Regions from separate parts of the Triticum aestivum genome. Here region 2 is linked to region 1. Evidence: chromatin contacts called from public Hi-C data. All regions are on one chromosome and are shown on one strand. The core of a region is the stretch at or near the end of the contact, and the rest is flanking DNA. Distances in the headings are between cores, read along the strand shown.

Region 1 (7,823 bases), core at 1,979-4,478:
TAATTAAGAATTTAATGTCTCGGTATCGGCGACAGAGTCAGTACCTCCGTTGCTACAGATAAATGGCCTTTTCTTCCTGTCTTGTCACCTTTCAATTTCATCTGGAAGTTCAAAAACAGAAATCCATATCAGTCCTGAACTGCTCAAATTCTAACAACCTCTTGAGGAACATAATGGTTACCTTATAATTTTGTTTTCGCACATTGAAACCAAGAGGGCCACAGGCTTCTTCTATTTTAGACATGATCTCTTGTGGTGTACGTTGCGAGGCAAAGGATGTTTCCCGCTTTACCATCCCCTATATATAAGGAAGGACCAAATTATTTGTGAACCAACAAGGTTTACTAATAATGCAAACTTGTGCCAAAAGAAGATGCCTAGATTTCTAAAAAGGGGCAATTAAGTGACTGGCAGAATGATACACCTTGCTTGTCAGTACTTCAGTAATGACATTGGATATCAAACTATCAAAACTATTCGATTATATACCAACAGTTCTATGAACCTACCATCATCTCTTTCTCAAACAAATTTCCGAGGTTGAATCCCTCCGACCTTGAAATAAGAGCAAATGCATTCATGGATTCTGGTTTCTCTCTTCTCTCCGCCACAAGGTGTTCCTACGAAATAGGAAACCAACAGTAATAAATAAACAGGAGCCATCGAAACATAATATTTCTGGGAGAACAAATATGTCAACTGCAGAACAGGAAAGGACATTCAGATTTAATTACCTCTGAACTATCGAATGCAGCATCGACATCTTCAAGGCTCACATCTTCATTGTGCTCAGAATGTGGTGGTTTATAATCCTTTTTGAACCATTCATCTTCCAATATTTGGGAGATTGTTATCCTCTGCAAAAGGGAAAACAAAAAGAGCAAGTGTAAACTAATTATTTTCTCATACTCTGACACAAATAAAGCTTCTAAAGAAGGAAGCTTCAGATATAGAAGAATTCGCAGGTGAGCATAACAGGCACTTACCGTGTGAGGATTGGGATCGAGAATGCGCTTAATAAGATTTCTTGCACCGGTAGAAAACCATGGTGGACAAGAAACATTAGCTCTGGTGATCTGTAGAGAAAACGGCAATAGTCTTGTTACTACCAATTTCACATGACAAGAAAGGTATGTCTACGGCAGCAACTTACCAATTTATACAGAGTCATTAAGTTGGGATCATCGAAGGGCAAATATCCAGCCATAAGGACAAATAAGATTATGCCACAGGACCACACATCAGCAGCCATACCATCATAACCTTTATCAGCAAGCACCTAAAGAAACAATCTAATGATTACACTCCTGAAACACATTTATTAGAGAAGGCAGAAACACAAAGGTAAAAAATTCACCTCAGGTGCAACATAATTTGGAGTTCCACAAGCAGTATGCAGAAGTCCATCCTCCTAAAATAAAAATAAAAAAGAGGTGATCAATACTCTTTCCGTTAACTGTTTCTCGTGTTCAAGCACAGTACCTTATGTTTCTGGAAATGAAAAAAATGTATACTTCTAGCTACTAGCCAACTAGGTAGAGCTCATACTTTTGTTTGCGGAGAAAATGCGCTGAGACCGAAGTCTGAAACTTTGAGAGCTCCATATGAATCAAGGAGCAGATTTTCTGGCTGCAAATGGTACATAAAACCTCCACAAATTAGGAAATGCATCGCGGATCATCAACGTAGAAGATTACATGTATCGAGAAGTGAGCAGGATAACTGGACAAACCTTGAGATCTCTATGGTACACTCCACGGCTATGACAATAATCAACCGCATTTATAAGTTGGTGGAAGTATCTTCTTGCTTCATCTTCTCCTAGCTTCCCAGAATTGACCTAATTGTCCACAAAATATTGATAATTGATAAATGAGTAACAACTAAAACATTTATGTGGCCTTATATAACCGACCTACAAGATAAGCTCGTGACATAAAAATAATAATTGCACGCTAAGTAAAAGCCATAATATCCAGCACATGAAGTTTTGAGGGCCTTACGATCTTATCAAAAAGCTCGCCTCCCTCAACAAACTCAAGAACCATGTATATCTTTGATTTGCTAGCCATCACCTGTGAAATGCGCACATGTTACGTGAGATGAAATATATAAAAGATGACGAGACAAAACTGTCTCTGCAAGAAAACTAGGTTGTACCTCATGCAGCTGGACCACATTCGGATGTCTTATTAGCTTCATTGTGGCGATCTCCCGTTTAATCTGAAATGAAAAGGCGGGAATAGATGGTCAGCGTTCATAATCAGACCAGATCTGTACGGAGGGCGCAGGAGTTGAGGTAAACATTACATCTCTAGCACCCTAGCAGTCGTGTTAGGTTAGATCACATCACATCCTTAATTTGCATATAGCAGAAGAAATATACGATATCTAGAAAATCCTCTTGTAAAATGAGCATGACGCGGGTGATGCAGGTGCAGAGTGGCCCCCGTTTAAGAGACCCGTTTTGCAAAGCTAATTCGATGATCACAATTTTCAATTCATATTCTTTGGCATCAACCTGTTCTTTGTTTTTATTAAAAAAACATGTTCTCTTTTTTTTACATTAACAACCAAAAATCATGAGCAAAGCTGACACCGGAAAAATAATCCCCACGGACGGACGGACAGGGAATCTCGACCATGATAGAGACCTCGACGTATAATTGTTATTTGGGACGTTCTTTTCTAGAATTAGGTGGTCGGTCCTCCGATGAATAAATTATGTCGATTTCGCGGTCGTAATTTAGGGGTTTGTTTCACTCCCAATTCGACGAATCAGCCCGCCTAGATGCATCGTTAATCATTAATTAAGGTGTTCCCCCGGGCCGGATGGAGGAAGGAGGCGTGGGATTGATTTGGGATGGACGACGGACCTGCTCGACCATCTTGTGCCGGAGGACGTGGTTGCGGTCGAGCACCTTGATGGCGCAGGTGGCGGCGTTGCGGGTGTCCTTGGCGATCTTGACCTTGGCGAAGCTGCCCTCGCCGACGGTCTTGCCGAGCTCGTACGGGCCCACCCGCGTCGTCCGCCTCGGCCCCCCTTTCCCGCCCGCCGCCGCCATCCCTCCTTTCTCCACGGCGGTGGTGGTGGCGGTGGCGGATCAATTAATCAATCAAATCAATGGATCAATGGATCGATGAGGGTAGGAGGTAGGTCGACGCTGGGTCGTTGGGTCGCTGGTCGGGTCTCTCCCTTCCTCCCTGCCGTTGGCTTTGTTTCGCTCTGGAATTCACGGCCGGTTTATAAGAGAGAGAGAGGATAGAGGCGGGGGCGGGTGGAAGCGCGTGGAATGAGACGGATGGCGGCGGGCGGGCGGCCGCACTGAGTGCGCGGGTCCCATCCCGTCTCCCCCTTCTCTCCTCCGTGGGCCGCGCATGGGCATGGGCACCGCTTGGCCGGGCCTGGGCGTGGCGTGGATAGCTACTAGTGCTACGAGCGGCCGTGACGGGACGGTAAAGAGAGAGGACCAGACCAAAAAAGGTTAGCAGTACGCTACGTGCCATCTATCCTTGCTTCGTGGGTGCGGGTAAAGCTGAGATTTCCCGCGTCTGTTTGTTCCGATCGCACTTTGGTCGTGGAAATGGCCGTCTCCGTGTGCCTATCCAGGGAGATGCGCGAGATAAACCGGGTCGGTCGTGCGGGCGCGTAGCTTCCAGGAAGGAGCGGCGGCGTACGGGTGCGGGCCGTACGCCAATCATGCACACGCTGAAAACGACCTCACCCGGCGGTCAGTTAGTTAGTCACCTCGGGTCGGTCGACGGCTCCAAGCCTGAATCTGCCGCGGCACTCCGCAAACACCCGCGCCCCGACAAAAAAGCCTAAAACACTTCGTCCACGTCAGAATATAGCGCATATTGCGCTTGTTTCTAGACGGATTTTATAAAGATAGCTATGTAGAGGTTGGGCGTGTGCTATAGTGTTATGTATCTTCTTGACGCTCCATTTTAAGTTAATAAAATCCACCTTTTATATCAGAAAAAAATAAATCAAGTTCATACTAAAAACACATGGTGCCTCTCGTGTCGGCCTGCGGGTCGGACTGTAGGTGCAAAGTCCCAGCACAATCACCTGGTCCCAATACAGTTTGGTGTTAGAAAGGTGGGTATCCCACCAAAACAAATGTAGATTAAGTGGGAATAATTGGATTCCCACTTAACAAAGTAGATCAGTAAACTAAACAGCATCGCGCCACTATCGAGCAACATGGTAAGGGCATCCCAACGGCAACCCGCAAATTTCCTCCTGTATCCGCAGACACGAGGGGAGGGGGGAGCGGGACTAGTCCGCGGCACGGATGCGGGAGGACGACATCCAACGCTAGCCGCATACATTTCGAACTTTTTTGCAACAAACAGGATGAAATTCATGCAAACACGACCGGATTTCATACAAACGCGGCGGATTTCATACTGACATGGGGGATTTCATTACATTTTGAACATTTTTTAGAACAAAAAAGGACACACCCCTAAACCTATCCTACGGCAGCGGCGCCCGGCGTCCAAGCCAGTGTCGTTTTCCATCCGCCGTCTCCATGAGCACCGACGATAAAGACCGATGAAGTGTAGGTGCGGTCTCCGGCAAGGAAGTAGAACAGGGGGACGGACCGGCCCACATGGGACACAAGGCACCGCCGCCTCCCGTGGCCTACTCATCCTCGAAGGAGTCCGAGACCTGTCCATCGCTGGTGGATGTGAGGTCCATGATGAAAATGGTGGCGTTGCTGTTGTCTTCGTCCCACCGGGGCGGCTGATGGTTCGTCGGCGGTGCGTAGGAGGCGCAACTGGCATTGTTCTCCTCCGCGATCGCCTGCAGCTGCGCCTCCGCAGCGGACACTTCCTCATGAGCGGTGGCTTGAGCGAGGATGGCATCGTAGATGGCACGCTGCTCTGCCACGAAGTTGGGCTTCGCCGCGGCCATGGCCGCCACGGCCTCCTCGCTCGTGTGCTCGCCATAGATCTGGCCCTCAGCCAGCCGGTGCTGCTCTAGGAGGAACAGGTACAACATGTTCCTCCTACGCCTGCTGAAACGCCAACAGAGGCGCTGGCGCAGGCTGCACCTCCGCCATGGCGGCTTTGAAGTGCGCCTGTGCCTGGTCCATTGTGAAGCCGGCGTGCACAGGAGGCGCGGGACCCGGGGCGGAGTTGTCGGAGCCCGTCTCCATCATGGTGTCGTCCTCGTCGTCGGAGACCTCAGGCGAGCTAGCTGGTAAGCCAGCCTCGATCCGCCTGGCACGGCAGCTATGCCAGGCGACGACAAGGGCGGCCACTGCATGCTTCATCTCCGGTGATAGACTGTCCCACGGTGCTTTCCCTCTAGCGGTCATGGCGAATGTGGAGGAAAGGAGGAGGATGTGGAGCGGATGTGTTGAGCTTTGGAGATAGCCGGGTGTGGGTTTCTCAGGCGGCGAGCCTGCTTACACTAGTAGAAAACGGAGCTTTAAAACCGGTTCGTAAGGGCCTTCAGTGCTTACACTAGTAGTACTATCGCTCGTCTCCCTCTTTTATTAAGTCACCCGACTTGCGGGGCCGGGGAGTGTGCCTATGGTCGGTTCTCAATTGCCGTCCCACATGTGTGTGCAAACGCAATATGACGCGCGTTCCATTCGGAGAGCAGCGTGCCAGACCGACCGACCGTCTGGGGTGCGACGCGAACGCGACGGGCGTGCTGTATACTCCGTACATGTGTACCGCCATTTTCTAGACGCTTTGCTCCATGGCGCGGGCGCAATCCATGGATACAAAATTAGTATACTATATACTATTTAAAAGTCAAGGGCGGGGCTTTTCCTGCGCGGTAGGCGGCGGGGCAGTTCCGCCTAGTCGGTTCGACAGAGACGCGAGAAGACGAGGGAGTAGGCTGCTACAAACGTAGGGCTGTGTGATTTGACAGCGAGTTACTGCTGGACAGGTGGGGCCCCGTGATTTGACTTGCCATTATCATTTTAACTGCGGCTCTACGACCCGCGTGAGTCTCCCAATTCCTGACCACCTCCATACAGGTGCCTCTCCCAATGCTCCACCATGTAGTAGAGGCTGGCTCTTGCATGAGAGCCCACTTCTCCACTTTTTCCTTGCCTCTCTTTCCTCCACAGATGCAAAAATGCCATGTAAAGCGCACTATTGTACTTACTTTTACTTGCTCCTACAGGTGCTTAAGCTTGCCACATAGGCATAAAGTCTGATGTGGCATGTTAATCAAGAAGAGAGAGACTAGTTTGCTGACCCAAGGAAGACCGGTGCTAAGCGCGTGTACCTAGGTGAAAAGACAATTTTGAGTCTATAGCTAATTAAATGAAGCAAACTTAGCAACACCATTTCATTGGAAGAGGTCACTCCTTGGCAAATGCAATAAATACTAGTACTCCCTGTGTCCCATAATATAAGAACGATTAGTCCTCTCTCTACGCATTTATCTCCACTCCTTTAACACAGGCGAGTTCTGGATTGGAGGGTTTGGAGGATAATAAATGATCATTAACTTGATTTTAGCCTTTTTAGTATTTGGATCCAAGCATGGGTGAGGCTAGCATGTTTTAGTCCTACTACTTTTAGTCATGGGACTAAAATGTATCCAAGCACCCTCTTAGTTTTATTTGAGGGGTGGGTTGTGCTGGACACCATTATTGTGACTAGCCTTTTTAATAGTACTATATGCATAATTTGGCGACGAGCGCTCTCTATATGTACCACCTTTTTTTTAATTTCAAGTTTTGCTCCATGGCGCAATCCATCGATACTACTGCTGTACAAAAGTATACATTTTTTAAAAGGCTAGAGGGCGGGGCAGTCTAGCTTGGTCGGTTTCACGAGAGGCAAGGGCCTTTGTGATTTGACGGCACATTACTGCTGGAAGGCGGGGCCTTGTGATATGACTGCTCGTATAAATGCGCCGACGACCTAATCGAGGAGGAGCAAAGAACCGTGCGGTATACTCAAGTTTTCCACTGGAGTAGTACTGCGACGGAGGAGCACGAAACACGGCAGCCCAGTGCCATATGGCGATAAAAAATGATCTAATTTGCTAGTCATCTCATTGTTAGCATTGTTCTATTCATTCCCTCAAAAAACATTGTTCTATTCATGCCTCGCAGAGAACATGACACGTGCGGCGAAACACCCGAAGCAAAAGATGAAACACAGGAGCAAAAGAAGAAGGAAGATTATCACCCCAAATGATCTAATTCGCCGCGGAGTCGTAACTGCTTCTTCATCGCCTCCACGACCTCCATCTCCTTGCGCATCTCCTCCGCCATCTTCTTCATTTTGTCCATGACGCGGGATTTCTCGATGCGAGCCTTCATCATCTGTTCCACGACCGCATTACGTACCTTAACAGCAGCCGGGTGCTCGATGCGGAGCTTCGCCAACTCCTCCTTCTGTTCCATGACGAGGGCCTGCAGTATCTTCATCGAGGAACTACTATTCTCATGCAGCTTCTTCCAGCCGGCGTTCTTCTCCTTCAACAGGTCGATCTCGTGGCAGAGCTTCGCCTTGTCCTCCTGAAGTCACAGGATTTCGCCGGTCGCCTTCTTCTCCGAGGCAATGCTCTTCTTCAGCAGCATCACCAAGCCGGCGGTCAACTCCCCCTGCTGATTGAGCTCAGCATGCATGTCGTCGAGGCTCTCCTTCAGCAACTCCATCAAGCCTTGGATGAACTCCTTCTGCTTACTGAGCTGATCGGGCATGCCGTCGAGGGATAACGACTCCAGCTCCGCCGGCGCGGCATGTTCGCCTCCGCGGCTAGGGCGCTCCTGGGAGCCATCGCCTCCCCGTGAGAGATCTTTCGAGGTCTCTGCGTGGCGGCGAGCCCTCTTTTT
Region 2 (7,823 bases), core at 1,995-4,494, 240 kb after region 1:
ACTAATGGCGCACCCTGGGCCAGGTGCGCCATTACTAGTTACAACTAGTAATGGCGCACTGTGTCTGGATGCGCCATTAGTATGTTTGGACAAGCGCACTAGTTAAAAAAAATTTGGATACTAATGGCGCACCCTGGGCCAGGTGCGCCATTACTAGTTACAACTAGTAATGGCGCACTGTGTCTGGATGCGCCATTAGTATGTTTGGACAGGCGCACTAGTTAAAAAAAAGTTCATACTAATGACGCACCCTGCGCCTAGTGCGCCATTAGTAGTTTCAACTCTAATGGCGTATCAGAAGGTGGTGCGCCATTAGTATATACTAATGGCGCAGCGCTTGTCTGGTGCGCCATTAGTGTCAATCCCATCTATAGCCCTTTTTCTAGTAGTGCTAGGCGCCACACTATACAGTGCAGCGCCTAGCTCTTAGGCTCTGCACAATGTCTTAGCAATTTTAGGCAGTCTGGGGTGCAACGCTGGCCAGGCGTGTAGCGCCTATCTGTGAGGCGTTGCACAGTGTAGTGTGCCGCCTTCGTGTCGGGCGTCACACAAAAAGGTCAGCCGCGTGAAATAATTTCACGGGCAGTTCATTCTGTGATTTGATTTCGTCCACAGGTCAAATTTGTCAAATTTGCCTCCTTCCGGCCACGGCGTGCCAAAGATGGCAGAATAAGACGACACTTTTGGCGTGCACGACGTTCACTAAGCTTCCACGCCCCGACCTGCTCCGGGGTCCAGATCCCCAGCATGTCCCTAAACGACGACGACTCCTCGTCCTGCCGCGCCAGCGTGACGTGAGTATTCTCGATGATGATGAGGCCGCCGGGGTGGCGCGGTGTGAGGAGGAAGAAGTAGGGACGTGACGGCGGACTTGCAGCGGCGGGAGCATGCTGCGGCACTTCCCTCTCTAGGGTTGTCGTTGTCTAGGTGGGCTTCCAATGTGATAAGTGGGCTAGCCCGATTATTATTATTCTTTTTCAATGGGAGCCCGCTAAAAGAAATTAAGTGGGATAGGCTAATTAGTCCCACTTAATCCCATCTTCACTTGCAGCCCGACTCGCGTGTCCTTGGTGTGCTAGCTAGGCGTGCCTTGTCCTGAGCGTCCATTTCTTGTTTCTGCGCTTGTTTTGCCCTCTCTTGTATGATTTTCAGCCTCGGTTTCCTTTATAAACAGTGTCAACTTGTTTAGCTTTTCGATCCGGTTTCACTTATAAATTGGATCAATCTCCAGGTATTATGACCACTTTGAGTAATATATCCATATGAGACCCTCTTCCCCCCACCCTCGATTCTAAAAAACTTGGTGGATATAAAAGATATATGTTCATGTGATGAATAAAATGATCTTGATTTCGTATAGTACATGTTACTGATACTCATTTAGTTTACAAATGTTTGATATCTGGACTATATATATATTCAGGTTCTCAGTCATCTCGGGTCAATTGACGAATGAAGGCCTGACTGAATCCTCCTACCATGAAACCCTATGAACTAAGATGATGGCGCCGATCTACCACCTCCTGGCAAGATCACGGGCCCTCTGGCCCTCTGCCTTGCCGTTTTGGCGATGGGAGGGGATGGGGAGCCTGCTGTTTTACCACCGATGGTGATAGTACGACGAGATATTTTTTAGTTTAGGTTGGTTGATGGCGAGACGACGGTGCCATCGCCTGCACGGGAAAAGTTCTCCTGCCTTGTTCTTTTTCAATGGTGCTTCTTGGCATCGTCAGGAGGCATGTGGATGCTAGCATGTCCCAGATCTAGTTCTCCGGTGCAGGGTTTTCTCTACAAAATTTTCTCAGTGGTGCTACTAGCAGATTGTGTGGCTGTGCGTCTTGGACCTCTGGCTCCAGTTTCAACCGATGAAGGTTAACTAGGTCGTCTTTGTTGGGGCGTGTGAGAGTTACATTCCCCTTCTTTGTCTGACCAAACCTGGAGCATTATTCGGGCCCTCTCCATCGTTTTTCTCCTAGGGGGTTGATTTCATTATGCATCTTCTAGTCTATATAACTACTTTCTAACCGTTGCTTATACAAGCTTCTGAGTTTTTGACAAGTTTGCTCAACTGACAAGGAAGCTAATAGATGACAATGAGCTTTGCTCATGGTGCCACGCCGGTAGATGCAAGAGGAAAAGGAGTTCGGCGCCCTAGGGTTTTGAACTTATTTTCAGTTTCTATATGTGTGTTTTTAAGGGCATGTGCTGTTCTATGTAACATGAATGCTATTCAGCTGACATTCACTAGGAGGGGATTGCAAATTGAACATTTCTTATGGCAGTTAATATTATTGCGACTAAATTTGTCATGTGTTGAAAAACCGGTGGGAGATTGAAAACCGGTGGGATCACTACCTGGGATTGAAAACCGGTGGCATATACAACAATTAGGATACGTATACAGCGGGATCACTACCTGGGATTGAAAACCGGTGGGAGATGGGATTCATGCTTTGAGATTGTAAAGGCCACGTGGCAACCATCCGAGTGGGTCTCATGTGTTGCAGAATGAGACCCGGTCTCATAGAATTTTTTTTCCGCCGTGACTAATCACCAAGTTTACGGATCCGCTTTCGTATAATCTACCGTTTGGCGGACAAACCCGTGCCTAGCCGCCAAGTTCAAGTGAGTAATGCTACACATACATAAGTTTACATGGGTTTTACAAACAGGTGGGTTGTGATTGAAGATTAAGGGGGAGGAGGGGCCCATCCCCATGAAAATCAGGGGGAAGTGGTTAGTTAGAAAGAAAGAATTCTAGTCAGCATGTAAGTGCATGTAACTTTTGTATGTTTAGCATTATTGAGTTCAAGTATAGCATCCCGTCGACCAGCGCAAATCTCTCCAAAAAAATATGTGGATCCAATCAATCCAAACACACTCCCATCAATTTTGCCGATGACCAACCTCACAAGTGTCGCCGATCACGGGGTCGAGGGTGACGGCGAATATGGGATCGGTGATGATTTCGCCGATGACCAATAATGCATCGGTCGACTGGTACTTTGGTAGGCCGCCGGTCGCAGTCGCGAGTCCGAACCACACCTCTCCGATCCTCACCGATCCGTGAAAGCACCACGGCGACGAGCAGCGGCGGCAGCCTCACGATCGATCACGCTGCGGAATGGCCACATGTTTGCCCTGCTGCCAGCCGCGTCGCGCGCGACGGCCATGGAATGGATCCAGCGCCTCGTGCCATGTCCCTCTCGCCGCCTGCACAGCCACATTCTCGCCATACCGCGCGTGCGTGGCGCTATCAGCAGTTCAGTAGCTCAGTACTGGGGCCGATGAGATGATCTGTCACGGGGAATCTTATAAGCTCAATGATTTCCCGTTGTTTAGTGGCTGGTGTTGGAGTAGCAGGGGGTTTTCGTTAGGTTTGGACTTTGGAGGTACGGACAGAGAAGTGGCTTAATCACGCAGTGGTGATTGGTGATGTTGATGTTGCATGGAGCGAGAGGCCCACGTGTGGCTTGCTGCGTGCGCACGTTCTCTTGCAGCATATTCGGTCGGATCCATTAACATATTTTTCTTTCTTTGTCCAACCGGAAATTTCCCCTTTCCATTCATGACGGAAATACGATTAGGAAGCGAGATCAAGCTTTATAAGAAAACCCCGTGTACAAAAGTCACATGCCAGCAATCAAGTGATTTTCCTTTTTTTTTTTTGAGGTTCAACCCTGCTCAAATTAACTCATAATATTGTCCGGGATACAGCTTAAGTTTGGTTTCTCAGTCAACCAAACATGCCTACCCAAATGTAAAGAAATTACAGCTTTTGCTAAGGAATATGCTTCTAAATTTGAGTCCCTCTTCTCACGCAAAACAACAGCAGACACAAAGTCCTGCATGCTTCTCTTCAGCTCAAAGATAATTGCTTTGGCCCATCCCATGTAATCTGTCTTGAGATGGTTTACAGTACTTAGACAGTCAGTGGCCACAACAATCTTCGTGCAGGCAAGATCCTTTGCCAAAGCGAGTGCCTCCCTCGCTGCCATGGCCTCCAGTATCTCCCGCGAAACAAGTTCAGCAACAGATGTACAAAAGTGCTCGCCTTCAATCTAGCAGGAAGTGGGCCGGCCAATGTAGGTCGGTCCGAACCTTTTATGGAGCAATTTGAAGCAGTTTTATGAACCTTTCAGGCAGTTTTGGGAAGGTTTGCCCCATTTTTTGTCTTTCTTTTTTTTCTATCGGTTTACGACTTTTTTAGGTTTTCCAATTTCTTTTTTTCTTGTTTGTTTATTTATTTATTTCGTTTTTCATATTTTAATTTTTGATGGCATTTTCACAAATACTTGTTGATTTTTTTATTACACATTAAAAAAATTAGATACATGTTGAATGTTTTCAAATATATGTTTGAAATGCACGTCGAACCTTTTTAAACACTTGTTCTATGCATGTTAAATGTTTTTTGAATACACGTTAAATATTTTTCAGACATAAGTTAAACATTTTTCAAACACTCGTTGAACATTTTTTAGTGCATGCTGAACCTTGTTTTGAATGCACATTGAGCAGTTAAACAATATGCACGTTTAACATTGTTTTAGTACACGTTAAATATTTTTTAGATACATGTTGAGTTTTTTAACTATATGTTTTAAGTGCACGTCGAACCTTTTTAAATACTTGTTCTATGCATGTTAAATACTTCTTGAATACACATTAAATATTTTTCACACATAAGTTGAACATTTTTCAAACACTCATTGAACATTTTTTAGTACATGTTAAACCTTGTTTGAATGCACATGGAGCAGTTGAAAAAAGATGCATGTTTAATATTGTTTTAGTACACGTTAAAAAAATTTCAGACACATGTTGAATATTTTTAGAATACACGGTGAACATTTGTGAAGTACACGTCGAACATTTTTTTAATTACATGGTGCACTTTTGAATGCATGTACAAAAACCTTTTTTTACATCCACGAACATTATTTACAATGTGAACATTTTATATTTTGGAACACGTGTATTTTATACAAAAGAATAGAGAAAACAAAAAATAAAAATATAGAGAACACCAGAAAAGAGAAGAAAATAAATAAGAACAGAGCGTTGGATTAGCTTGCTGCCTTTTATTTTTAGAAGAAGTGCATTCCTAGCCTCTTTTCTTGTGAGCGGTCCTTTTTTCTCTTCTTTATTTAGGCCGAGTGGGTAGCTAGATGTTTTCTCTTTTTAGGGCAAGTCCGTACTGTGTAGCTAGCTGCCTCGGAGGAGACCAGACAGCTTTTTTCTTTTGAGAAATCCTTGTTCCACTTTATTCAATAACAATGGTCAGAAGAATTGATACAAGATCGTGTGGTACATCGAGCCATACATGTCTATCAGGATATAGGAATAAAGAAAATTTAGCTAAACTATAATCTTCGAAATTTGTACGTCTACTCTCAAAAATAAAATTATAAGCCTCAAAGTCGCTTTATCTAGCATTCACTTTCATCACCACCGCTGCATTAGCTTCCCCCGTATGTGATTGGGTGTCTTTTACAACAGTGCCGCCATCAGAAGAAATAACAATCCCCTGCACCATTAGATTTTTTGTTTTTGAGACAACCCTGCACCATTAGATCATTGGCTAGAGCTTGAGCTTCCCGACATGCCAACGTTTCTAGTACCACATCAGTGACAGTGATCCCACTTAGTGTAATTGAAGATGACCCCAAGAAATTTCCTGTGCGGTCACGACAGGACGCAGCTACAGCTCCACGTACATCATGTTTGCAAACAACACCATCAACATTAAGTTTTAGTTTTTTACATACCCTTTGGGCGGTGGTGACCAAGGCAGACGTCCCGTTTCCCGGACAGTAGCCAAAGGCGCCGTAACCTTTCTTGTTATTTGCTCTAAGTCACTTATGAAGCTTCTCACAAACAGGTGCGTGGACATAGGAGGCTGTAAAGATGTTCTCATGAACAGCTTTCCTGCGGCCAGTCCAAATTGCCCACAAAGTCGCCGATACTAGTGTGAAATTTGCATGTGAGAGGTTCTTTGCACAACCTTCTCTAGTTTCAATAATATATTCCACCACATCATCCTTGGAGAGGGCTCACACACACATGAAATTGAGCAATTAACTAATGAATGGCGCGGTGAATCCTCATTGCCACAAAGAATGCAGTTTCTAGTCGTCGCCATATTTCTTTTCTGAAGTACATCATGAGTTGGGAGAGAATGCTTTGCTAGTTGCCATTGAAACACCCTAAGCTTTGACGGCACATTTGTTTTCGAAAGACTGAGCCAATCTTTTGATTATGCTCTGTTTGAAGAACCCGCCTCATGGTACAGCCAATTTTCACGGTCCTGTTTTGTACGCACCAACATGTTATATGTTGATCTCACCGAGAAACTCCCTTCTGCTCATGAGACCACGATAAAAATCAGTGATATTACGTGTGCATAAGGGACTTCCCAAAATTAGATCCGCATCCATACAACTAGGAGGAGACCTGCGCGCACTATCACGTTTCTGGCCCTGGCCCATTACTTGCGCTAGCAGGCGATCCCTTGTTACGACTCTCTACAAGCAAGACATAACAACACCCGTGCTTACGGACATCCGAAACGCTACCTCCTAGTCCCCGCATACTAGGGCAGCTCGGGCGCAACAAACACCCCCCCCCCCCACACACACACCACCACCACCACCCTCCACGCGCTTTGGGTTGGTCAACTGCAGTGCGGGGCATGCTCTTTTTTTGTTTTTTCTTTCTTATTTCATTTTTCTTTGTTGTTTTAACTTCAAAAAAGTTCACAAATTAAAAACAATATGAGATATAAAAAATGTTCAAGAATTTCATAATTGCTCCCAAATTTCAAAAAATGGTAGTGACTTTAAAAATTCTTCCAGGATTAAAAAAAATCAAAAATTTGGGAATTGTTCTTGTAGTTATAAGACTTTCCAAAAATTAACAAATCATAAATTTGAAAAATGGTATTGTATTTAAAAAACATCCGAAATTAAATAATCTTCATTAATTTTAAAAATAATCCGAAAATTTTAAAAATGTTATAAATTTGAGAAATGATCCTGAATTTTTAAAAACATACCAAATTTATAAAAAGTATCCATGAATTAGAAAAGGCATCCCACATTTCAAAAAAGTTCATGAAATTAAAAATGAAAAATTAAAACTGAACAACACAAAAATTGAAAGAAAATAGTAGAAAAGAAAAGAGTTCAAAACCGGTGGGAGGAAAACCGGGAATGGGTCGGCCGATATAGGAAACGGTGCATGTTTGCCCAATATCCCGTTATTTGCTCGTTGGAAGGATGGCCGATAACCCATTCAACCATTTTTCTTTTGCCTCCATTGCTTTTTATAATTTAGTTTTTTTGAAGGTTTTCTTCTTTTTCGAGATTTTCAACTGATTTGGTCTGTTTGTTTGTTTCCTTTCTTTCTCCTTCTCTTCTTAGTTTTTTTTTCTTTTCAAACTATATTTTTAATACATGATTTTAAAATTATTTTACATTTTAGAAGTTTGGGACTTTAAAAGATCATGAATATCTTCTTCAGTGATTTTCAACAGTCGACAAAATGTGCCTGGTCTTTGTGAGCAACCGATTTTCCAAAAAACAATTCCTTCGGAACAAAAAGTGCAAACTTCTTGGTCGACGTCCGCATGCGTTAAAAGGCTCAAGTGATGCTTGAGCAAGCGCAAATGAGCCCACACAGGAAAAGCTTACTTGAGAGGTTCTTTTTGTTTGTTCTCTCTTATTTTTCTAAAAAAATGAACATGTTTATTCTTTAGTTTTTCTATTCCGGTTTTCCTGACTAAAAATCAGTGAGTGCTTTAAAAAGTTACATATCCATTA

What was found. Hi-C and Micro-C count contacts between places; a contact is called where the count stands out from the background.
Region 2: a contact with region 1 is called in a Hi-C map of leaf, with 3 times the contacts expected there. The contact joins the enhancer-like site here to the promoter of LOC123098825 in region 1. A contact is called at or near these places in 1 of 5 Hi-C or Micro-C datasets (leaf) and 1 of 1 datasets of contacts at active chromatin or transcription factors (leaf).

What each region holds. Positions count from the first base shown.
Region 1 is chr4D:481,760,293-481,768,115 of IWGSC CS RefSeq v2.1, forward strand. LOC123098825 (CBL-interacting protein kinase 9) reads right to left here and starts at 3,229. Exons shown (of 15, transcript XM_044520901.1): 1 at 2,877-3,229; 2 at 2,161-2,223; 3 at 2,004-2,075; 4 at 1,733-1,840; 5 at 1,549-1,629; 6 at 1,358-1,411; 7 at 1,154-1,279; 8 at 987-1,076; 9 at 735-857; 10 at 510-620; 11 at 182-298; 12 at 45-101. The coding sequence starts at 3,065.
Region 2 is chr4D:481,997,042-482,004,864 of IWGSC CS RefSeq v2.1, forward strand. No RefSeq gene overlaps it. Among protein-coding and RNA genes, the nearest start is that of LOC123100442, 26 kb to the right of the region's middle. Within about 2 kb of position 3,245, at least 4 of the 8 cell types and tissues checked have an H3K27ac peak or open chromatin away from gene starts, as enhancers often do. A contact at or near this core is called in leaf, where this site is marked.